2 separate regions of the Capsicum annuum genome follow, and region 2 is linked to region 1. Evidence: chromatin contacts called from public Hi-C data. All regions are on one chromosome and are shown on one strand. The core of a region is the stretch at or near the end of the contact, and the rest is flanking DNA. Distances in the headings are between cores, read along the strand shown.

Evidence for each region. A called contact is a pair of places that touch in the nucleus more often than the background predicts.
Region 2: a contact with region 1 is called in a Hi-C map of leaf, with 2.0 times the contacts expected there. The contact joins the promoter of LOC107870861 here to the enhancer-like site in region 1. A contact is called at or near these places in 3 of 5 Hi-C or Micro-C datasets (bud, leaf and placenta).

What each region holds. Positions count from the first base shown.
Region 1 is chr5:103,851,355-103,856,469 of UCD10Xv1.1, forward strand. No RefSeq gene overlaps it. Among protein-coding and RNA genes, the nearest start is that of LOC107870861, 60 kb to the right of the region's middle. Within about 2 kb of position 1,922, at least 5 of the 5 cell types and tissues checked have an H3K27ac peak or open chromatin away from gene starts, as enhancers often do. A contact at or near this core is called in bud and leaf, where this site is marked.
Region 2 is chr5:103,911,407-103,916,521 of UCD10Xv1.1, forward strand. It overlaps LOC107870861 (myosin-binding protein 2), which reads left to right and starts at 2,761. Exons shown (of 4, transcript XM_016717541.2): 1 at 2,761-4,293; 2 at 4,610-4,789; 3 at 5,091-5,115. The coding sequence starts at 3,117.

The DNA of each region.
Region 1 (5,115 bases), core at 672-3,171:
AGACACCCTTCAGAATCCACAAATGTGGTTCCCGGCCATATTTAGGTTTATTAAAAGTGAGAAAAAAATTATTTCCTCCGTCCCATTTTATGTATCATCATTTCTTTTTTTGTCCGTCCCAAAAAGAATGTCACCTTTCCTTATTTGGTAACTATTTAAAGACACAATTACACTTTTATCTTTATTGGTCTCATTTATAAGGGCCCACTTAATTAAAAATAATAATAGTACATTATTTTAATGAATGACAATTTGGTAAAAAAACATCAAGTTTTTACTTATTTTTTAAATTTCGTGCTCGACTAAATGACGACACATAAAATGGAACACAGGGAGTAATATTTATAAATACAAACATAAAATATGTATTAAAATAATATTAATCCATATCGTGCTGCAAAATATATATAAACAAAAATATATAAATATATATATGTCAAGAAAAAACAAGATTGAATAAAGAAAAATTGTTCTAATGGAAAAGACTACGTAATATTTTTTAGTGTAAAAAATATAAATTATTTGATTAAATAATCTAAGTCAATCTAATATTTTTATATAAATAACAGTCTAAATTTGCCTAAGCGCGTGATAAAGATTGCATAAATAACAAATATCCCGCACAACACCCGAAAAATAAAGTTTTACACTAAGATAATATTTGTACAAGTACAAAAAATATGAAAGTACCAACACATTTTAAAGTCTTCTTTAAATGTCTTTTCCAACGAATATTCTCAAACACCTAAAACACTTGTAACAAAAATGTTAGTAACAAATAAATAATTATCAAAATAAATTTAAAAAATATGTGTGCATATATGTATTTAGAAATATAATTTTCATTAAAAAGTGGACTCGGATAAATTTTAAATACATCATAGCTACGAAGTGATTGCTTAATTGATTGGTTGTCCTAAATCGCCTTGCAAAGATACAAACCATAAAATCCTTTTGCGTTGTTATAAAAAATTTCGTCATCACCTAAAATATTTATTTTTATTATATATTTATATATGTAACATTCGTCTTTCTATAAATTATTTATAGAGGCCTCGAAAATCGACGGATAGATAATATCATTGACCGATTATTAATATTTTATTCAATTCAATTTAACAAACTTAAAAAAAAAATAAAGTCAAAAAAGGAAGCCTAAAATTTAACAGAAAGTGGCAGACAATAAAAATAATAAAAACATCTAAATATTGACATAGGTTGTCGAAAATACAGCAAAACTAATCCTTTCACAGTGAGCAAACAGTAGCAAAATACAGAAATAATCAACAAAAAGTAAACATGATGTTCGCCGGAATTCATGGAGCTTCATCAGAACACTCTTCTTTTCGCGAATCAGTCAAACCACAAGGAACAAATTGTATCCAGCAAAGTCAGGAAAACAAAATATACAATGACACATAAATCACAAACAAAACTCAATTAAAGGGAGTATTTTCGACAAACCATAACAATAAATGGAGAAGGAAACGGCGTATTCACCGGAGCAACATAATATTCACAATCACAATAATTAACAAAAAATAAAGCCCAAAACAAGGGGCAGTAGCGGCATGGTGGCAACGGCACAACGGCGTTAGCTGGAACAACGCCGAAAAATCAAAACTGACCAAATCTGGCTCATTTTTGTGCAACAATAGTGAGGGAGCAACGGTGGATTTTGAGACTTCGCCAGCCATCGCCTCCGACGAAGAAGTAGCGGAAAGGGGCATAAAAGAAGGGGGAAGAAGGGGCGGGGCAGGTGGAGTTATGGAGTTCGCCGGCAGCCAGATCCGGCGAAATCCGGCAGGAAGAGGGGAGAAAGAGAGAGATCGAAAGGAGGTGCGGTGGTGGCTGGACGTTGGTGGTCGAAGATCGGCCCGCGGTTAAATCCGGCGGTCGACACTGACTGGTTGAGGGAGAGAGCGTGGAGTGAGAGAGAGAAAATGTGAGGGATGGCTGAGTGTGTGATCTGCCTGTGCAGTGTGTGTATATTAAAGAAATTCTAAAGAAAGTAAAAAGTAGTATTAAAAATAAAAAACAAATAAATAAAATATTAAATTTACTTTTTTTTTCAACACATTTTTTAAATTATGAATAGTAGGTAAAGAAAAAGTCAAGTGTCATAACGATGATGAGACCTCAACCTAATTAATTTGTTCCTCTATGTATTAAAATAATTGACCTGACTCAACTTTTACGGATTGTAATAAATGTACGAAAATATAAATATTGATATGTAATTATAGAAAAAAAATAAGGAATATTGAAATTAATGTAATTAATTTAAAATACTGTAAAAATGTGACATCATGTCGTGCGCGTGTGCGGATGATTGTAAAATGTTAAAAACGATAATAAATTGATAAAAAATAAGACAAATATTAATAAATTATGAAAAAAAAAAAAGTATGACAACAAAGTGATTAAAATCCAACAATTTGTCAAAAAATTATAAAAAAATGAAATTGTATTTTGTGTCCTTTAACGATCAGGAAGCCCGAAGACGTTAATTTTAGGTACGAAGAGAAAAAATTGGTGTCAAGACATATATTTTCTCCAAATACTATGATATGATAAAATCTAAGACATGTTTTCATTAAATAAAGAAAAGAAGAACTAATGCAAATAGAAATATAAGACATACTAATGCAACAACACTTTTTCAATACAAAGTGGAGTCAATCAAAATATCTATAACTTCGAAAAAAAATTCACTTTAGCATGTGAATAATAATGGGATGTTTAAATGAATAAAAACACTTTAAGAGGTAAATCAACAAGTGAAGTGAAGCAAATAACATATATTTAACATATTTGAGAAATGATATTCGAAGACAAGATAAGAGAAATAGTAAAATATTAAGTCTAAGAAAAAGTGTCCAATTATGCCAACTATTTTAGTTCTACACAATTTCAACAAAATCTATAACCCTAATAACTTTTTAATCAAAATAAGAGAAAATCAAAGACAGTTTTGACCACGAAAATAAGTAACTCACTACTTCAAATGGAGAAATAATTTCACAGACCTTTAACAATAGTAACCATTCCTTTTTCGATATAAAGGAAACAACATTATATACTAAAAGCAAATATATTCCCCAATAATGAATTTAAACAAAGTATGAGAACGGATTTTAAGCAAAGATCAAAACTTATCCATAATAATCAAAGAATAAAGTCAAAAGATAAAACAATCAACATTAACTATTCTTTTCAACATAAAGGAAACAACTTTACATGCTAAAAACAAATATATCCGTCAACAATGAATTTACACAAAGCATGAGTACATATTTTAATCAAAGATCAAAACTTTATCCATAATAATCAAAGAATAAAGCCAAAAGGCGAAACAATCAATCTTTTCAATATAAATGAAACAATTTTACATGCTAAAAACAAAGATATCCGCCAACAATAAATTTAAACAAAGCATGAGTACATATTTTAAACAAAGATCAAAACTTTATCCATAACAATCAAAGAATAAAGAAAAACAATCAATATTAACTATTCTTAGTTTATCTTATCCCATGAGCATGAAAATAACAATAATATTGATATCACAACATCCTATGACCTTCAAGATTATGCGCAACAAACAATTCTAGCAAATAAAATTAAAACTACGAAACTACAAAAATGGAGATGCAGAAGAAAACGATAACAAAACTAAAAGAAAAAGGTGTGTTTACCTTTTTGGGACAACAAAACAGGACTTCAAGTTTTTTTTGAAGTCTTGAACACCACCGAAAAACAATCTTTCGAGAACCCGATTACACTACCACTTGAAAATTTTTACTAAAGAAAAGAAATTTAACTTTTTGCTCGAAAGTTTTTTCACTCTTTGAAACTTGATCTTTTTATCAAAATAGTGGTAGTATTTATAGGAAATGATGGGGACTCAATTCTTTTTATCCACCAATGTGGGATAAAGAATTTAGGAGTGTTTTGAAAATTTTAAATTGAGGAAAATATTTGTTGGAGGATAAGGTGAGGTGAAATTGTACAATCTAGTATAAATTTTGAATTTCAAAAATGGAAAAAGGACAAGATTGAAGGGGGGATTGTACAATCTAGTAAAAATTTAAAATTTAAAATCTGAATTTCAAAAATGAAAAAAAGAATAAGGTTGAGGGGGAATTGTACAATCTAGTACAAATTTTGAATTTCTAAAATGAAAAAAAAGGCAAAGTTGAGGGAGAATTGTACAATCTAGTACAAATTTTGAATTTCAAAATGTAAAAAGGATAAGATTAAGGTGGAATTGTACCACCTAGTACAAATTTTAAAATTTCAAAATGAAAAAAGGAGAAGGTTGAGGTGGAATTGTACCATCTAGTTCAAATTTTGAATTTCAAAATGAAAAAGGGACAAGGTTGAGGTGGAATTGTACCATCTAATACATATTTTGAATTTCAAAATTTGAATTTTTGATTTTTGAATTTCGGTTTGGGTTGATTGGTTGCGGGTTGGACACGGATTCGGTTCACGGGTGTGGGTCAAATTTCGGGTTTTTCTAGGGATCGGGTTGTTGGTTAGAATTTAGGATTTGAGATTATTTTAAAAATAACCCCAATCAATTTAGGATTTAGTCGATTCATTAAATATTTGGCCAAACTAAAAATCAATTAGCCAATTGCATCGCAATTATGATCAATTTTATTTCAATTATGGTCAAATTTAATAGATAGGCTAAATTAAATTGAAATTCGATACGAATTAATACCTCATTTATTCCCGAGCTTCTTGATTTAATAAAATCAAACAAATATTTCTCTAAATAAATTAATTTTGAGAACAAATTATATTTAAATCAAGATTTTACCCATTTGAATTAATCTTTAAGATAAGCTTTAATTAAAATTCTATATTTCATAAAATAAATACTTTAAGTTACAAAATTATATAATTTTGTATAATTAGATACGATGATATATAATCGCTGCTTAAAGTGATAAAATTACTCAGATAAATATTTTGAAAAGTTTTTTATTCGGATAAAATAAATATTATAATTTAATTTAAAAATTAAAAAAATCGGGACTAGACTTAGTTTTGAAAGGCCAAAATTAGGTGTCAACAGACTGGATGAAGTTGTTGTTGTGGGAT
Region 2 (5,115 bases), core at 1,511-4,010, 61 kb after region 1:
AACATGCAACAGATTCGTTTAAGTGATAATGTGGCTAATTTATTCACCAAGTCTCTTGCAATTGCAACTTTCAAGAAGATAGTGCACAAGATTGGAATGCAAAGGTTGAAGGATGATCTCATTAGGGGGAGTTAATACATGCTGTACTATTTTTCCCTTACGAGGTTTTATTCCACTGAATTTTCCTTGTAAGGTTATTAATGAGGCAACCTATATGCGTATTATTGGAGATGTGTTCTCTTTTTTCTTCACTAGATTTTTTTACTGGGTTTTTTCTAGTAAGGTTTTAACGAGACATATTATCTATCAATTAGACATTCAAGAGGCAGTGTTATAAATGTATTTACATTATAGTGAATGTCTATCAAGAATATAGATAAGATCTATCACGATCTATCAAGATTTAGTTGATATCTGTCAAGATTTGAAGTATCTGTCTTTTAACTAGAAACTAGGAGTATTTTTTCCTATAAATATAAGGTTTTTGTTCATTGTATTCTCATTTTGATGATCTCTCAACCATCAATGGAAATAAAAAAGTCTCCCTTTTTTCTCTCTCTTTTATCTTCTTGTTCTTGCTTTTATATTTCATAACAGGACTTTAATTTTCTTTTTTTTTAGGCGGGGGAGGGGGAGGGGGGGGGGATTAGAGCAACAATCTATCAAGATCTATCAAGAATATAGATAAGATCTATCAAGATCTATCAAGATTTAGTTGATATCTGTCAAGATTTGAAGTATTTGTCTTTTAATCAGAAACTAGGAGTATTTTTTCCTATAAATATAAGGTTTTTGTTCATTATATTCTCATTTCGATGATCTCTCAACCATCAATGGAAATAAAAAAGTCTCCCTTTTTTCTCTCTCTTTTATCTTCTTGTTCTTGCTTTTATATTCCATAACATGACTTTAATTTTCTTTATTTTTAGGTGGGGGAGGGGGAGGGGGGGGTTAGAGCAACAATCTAGCAACCTTGTATTACCAACGTATAAGTCACATATTTTAATGTGAAATCAATTCTTAATACTTGAGATATGCTATCTATATCACATTTCTTTACGTATAATATTTTCTTAAATCTTATGTGAAATAAAATATTCGTACACCAAACTGCTCTATATGTTTAGTAATTTTTTTTTAAATGAAACAAATGAAGGGAAAAATTAACAAGATAAATATATATTACTAATAATTACTAGTATAAGCTAATTAAATAAACAAAAAATGATCAAAATTTATCTCTCTACTTTAAAAAATTGGTTAAATATATTCTTTGTCATACTCAGGTATTAAATTTATCCTTGCTGTCATAATTTGAGATCAAATTTACCCTCATTGTTAAGATATTTTTTTACTTATACCCTTCTTTTAACAAAAAATCCCAATTAGCGTTAAATGCCCTTTTTTTGAAAAAAATGCACCGTAATCTAATCTTTCTTGCCTGACCCGCGCGCACACACACACACACACAAAAAAAAATATACCCCTCCCTTACTTCTGTTGGTCAAATTTTTTCAACGAGATTAGACCACTCGATATTTATCAATGCATAATTTATGAAAAGTGAATCTGTATCAGTGCTGACACAAACAATCATGACATCTTTTCATTCTTATGTCTATATATACAATTTAAATCAATACAAATTTGTCGTTATGTCAACTACTCAAAAAATTTACATACTGATTCTAAAATTCAGATACACATAAAATTACATACTAAAATTTAAAATTTAAACATAACTAGAATAGGGACAGAGATTGTATTAGACATTTTCTCTAGTTTCATGCTTTCGCGTTATCCTATTTTATTTTATTTTTTGTTCATTCGTAAACAACCTGCTAACGATGCACGTTGAAAGAGAAGTATATTTTGTTCGTTGGGAAAATTCGATCAATAAAATTGAGGGCGTAGTATATTTGTTTGTGTCATTTTTCTAAATCGGGTCGGGTTAGATTACGGTGTGTTTTGTTTTTAGAAAATAGGGCATTTATTGTTGATCTAAGTTTTTCTATTCAAGTAAGGATATAGATAAAAAGTTTCTTAACTCGAGAATAAATTTTATTCTAAAATATAATAAAAAAATATAATTAGCCAATATTCCTAAGTAGAGGAATAAATTTGATACTTTTTCCTTAAATCAATGTGCACGATGAGAAGAATCCAACAAACGTTGGCCGTTTTTTTTTTTTTTTTGTAATTTAAAAAAAATTGGGATAGAGGAAAGGATTACAATGTAGGAAATCAAATTCTCACCAATGAGGTGGAAGTTCAGGTAACCAACTAAGCTACTAATATCTAACTGTTGAATGTGTAAACTTATTGATTAAACTTTGTCGACATTCTCTAGACTCAAAGATGCTTTTCATATATATATATTCCTCTCTTTGATTTATTTATTTCAATATATATGTATTTATTTCATCACATGGAGTAGTTCTTTTCTACATATTTACAAGTTTTTCTCATTTAAAATATTCAAAATATAAAGATTTTACAAGAAAAAAAATCAAGAAATTCAACATATTTTTTTTCCAATTTAGGAAGTTGATTGAACCCGTTTTTCTGCTTAGCTCCGTACTTAACAGTTTACTAAGTATATTTCAAATATAAAAAAGTAAATATATAAATTAAAACTTCTAACATTTATTATATGTAAATAAAAATAATTTTAATTTTATATATACAATACTCCATAATTTTTAGACACGATACGGTAGTAATAAGCCCCTGCTTATTGACAGATTCAGGTCTCATTTGGCGTCCTTTCTCGCTATTCAATCCAAAAATATAAAAAATCTTCCCTTCATCCAATCTACTTTAAACTATTTTCCCTCTTTTTCTACCTTCACTCCTTTCTCTCTCTCTCTCTCTCTCTCTCTCTCTCTCTCTCTCTCTCTCTCTCTCATTTTCCATTGATTCTTGAATTAGCTCTTTCACTTTCCCTCTGTATATCACTTTGTGTATATCACCGCAACTTAAGTTTCTCACAACTTCAATCATTATTATTATTTTTGTCTGTATTTCGTGATCATCAGACGTTAATAAGTCCGTGTCAAGTTGAATTATTATTACTGTATTATTTTTTGTGTGTTTGCTCTTACGGATCATTAGAAATGGCTGCTAACAAATTCGCAACCATGTTACACAAAAATACCAACAAGATCACAATGGTTCTTATGTATGCAGTGTTGGAATGGATTTTGATAATTCTACTTCTACTCAACTCTTTCTTCTCCTATATGATCATCAAATTTGCTGAATATTTTGGACTAAAGCCACCTTGTCCATTATGTTCTCGAATTGATCATGCATTCGATCATCAAAGGACTAAGACTTTTCGCAGAGATCTTGTCTGTGAAATACATACTACAGAGTTATCCAAACTTGGTTTCTGTTTAAATCATCAGAAGTTGACTGAATCTCAAGATCTCTGTGAGGATTGCTCATCCTCACGCCATGATTTTTGTGGAGTTCTGGAGGATGGTGAGGTGAATTTGAAGTGTTCTTGCTGTGGTGTGATCTTGGAGAGGAAATTTTCGACTCTGAATAATGATATTTTGACTAAGCCTTATTCTGATGATTTGGGAAAAGGCAATTTGGCTATTGAGTCAAAAGATGATGATCTAATGGATAAAGGTTATGATTTCGAAAAAGAAAGATCAGATTTTGCCATAGGAAGTTGTGGGAATGAAGAAAAAACTGATCTTTCTGATTTTTCTTTGCCTGTTTCTGAGATTAGAAAATTGGAAGGTAGTGAAGATGATGGGGAATGTTTGGTTCTTGAAGGAATAACGGATTACATAGAGGAGCACTATAGAGAAAGGGTCATGAAAGATGAAGCTGTTCAAGTTTGTGTAATTGAGGACTCATCTTTTGAATTTTCTCCTCAGCATTTGGATTTTTTCGTCGAATGTAGTGGTCAGAAGTTGGTTCCTGTTGAATTGATTGATTCAATAACTGAGGAAGATCACAGCCAAAATCAACCGATGCACGAAAATTACATAAAGAATAACGATGAAGTCAATTTTAGTTCTGAGGAACAAGTCAATGACGAAGTTGAATTGGTTGTTGAGAACAAGATTGAGGAGGAACCTAAGTTTATAGTTCTTGATTCTATGGAGATGGAGGAAAATGAGAATGGTTTCGGTTTTTGTGTTGAAGAATGCCTTTCAGTAAAAGAGGTTCATGAGCAATTTGACAATACTCAGTTGCGGCAAGCACTTGCTAGGGATAATGTTCAAATTGAAGTTGAAAGTGTAAGGGAAGAAAAAGATTCAGATGTTCAACAAGGTACATATTCCTAATACTCTTGTAGTTTCTTGTCCTTCAGTTTTTGTTAATATTTGTTGATTCCTTGCACCTCGATTATCGTATGGTTTTGTTGTAGTTTCTATTCTGGTACTATCTTCTGTTTCTTGTACTTCCGTTACTTCTTTTGTTGGACTGCTTTGGACTGTTTTTTTTGAGCCGAGGGTTTATCAGAAACAAACTTTCCACCTCTGACGTAGGGATACGGTTTGCATATACTCTACTCTCCCCGTAACCCACTTTGCGGGATAAAACTAGGTATGTTGTTGTTTCTGATTGTTTTTGCTTACTTTTGTAGTTTCAGAAGAGGCTTCCCAAACACCACAAATTAATGAAATTGAGGCAGAAGTGTTAATTGGAAATGAAATTCCTATTATGAATCTGTCAGATGAAATTTCATGTCAAGTATCTCCTAATTCCTGTACACATGAAGAACCTTCCACACGTTCTGCTCATTTCCATGAAATTGATCAACATGGTAAGGTTAAAGCAAATCTTTTAGTACTCTTTTAGTAGCAAAGCAATTTTCTTTGTTCTGATTTCATTTTGGTTACTTCTGTTGCTGGACAATTTTGGACTGTTTTTCCTTGATCCGAGGATCTATTGGAAGCAACCTCTCTACCTTTGAGGTAGGGGTACGGTCTGCGTACACTCTATCCTCCCCCGACACCACTTTATGGGACTAAACTGTATAGGTTGTTGTGAAGAAAGTAACGGTTTAAGCCTGTTTTCTATGGTTATGCAGCAATGTATTTATTTGTTTTATTATACCTTGTTAGGTACTAAAGAAGATCAAGAAAAACT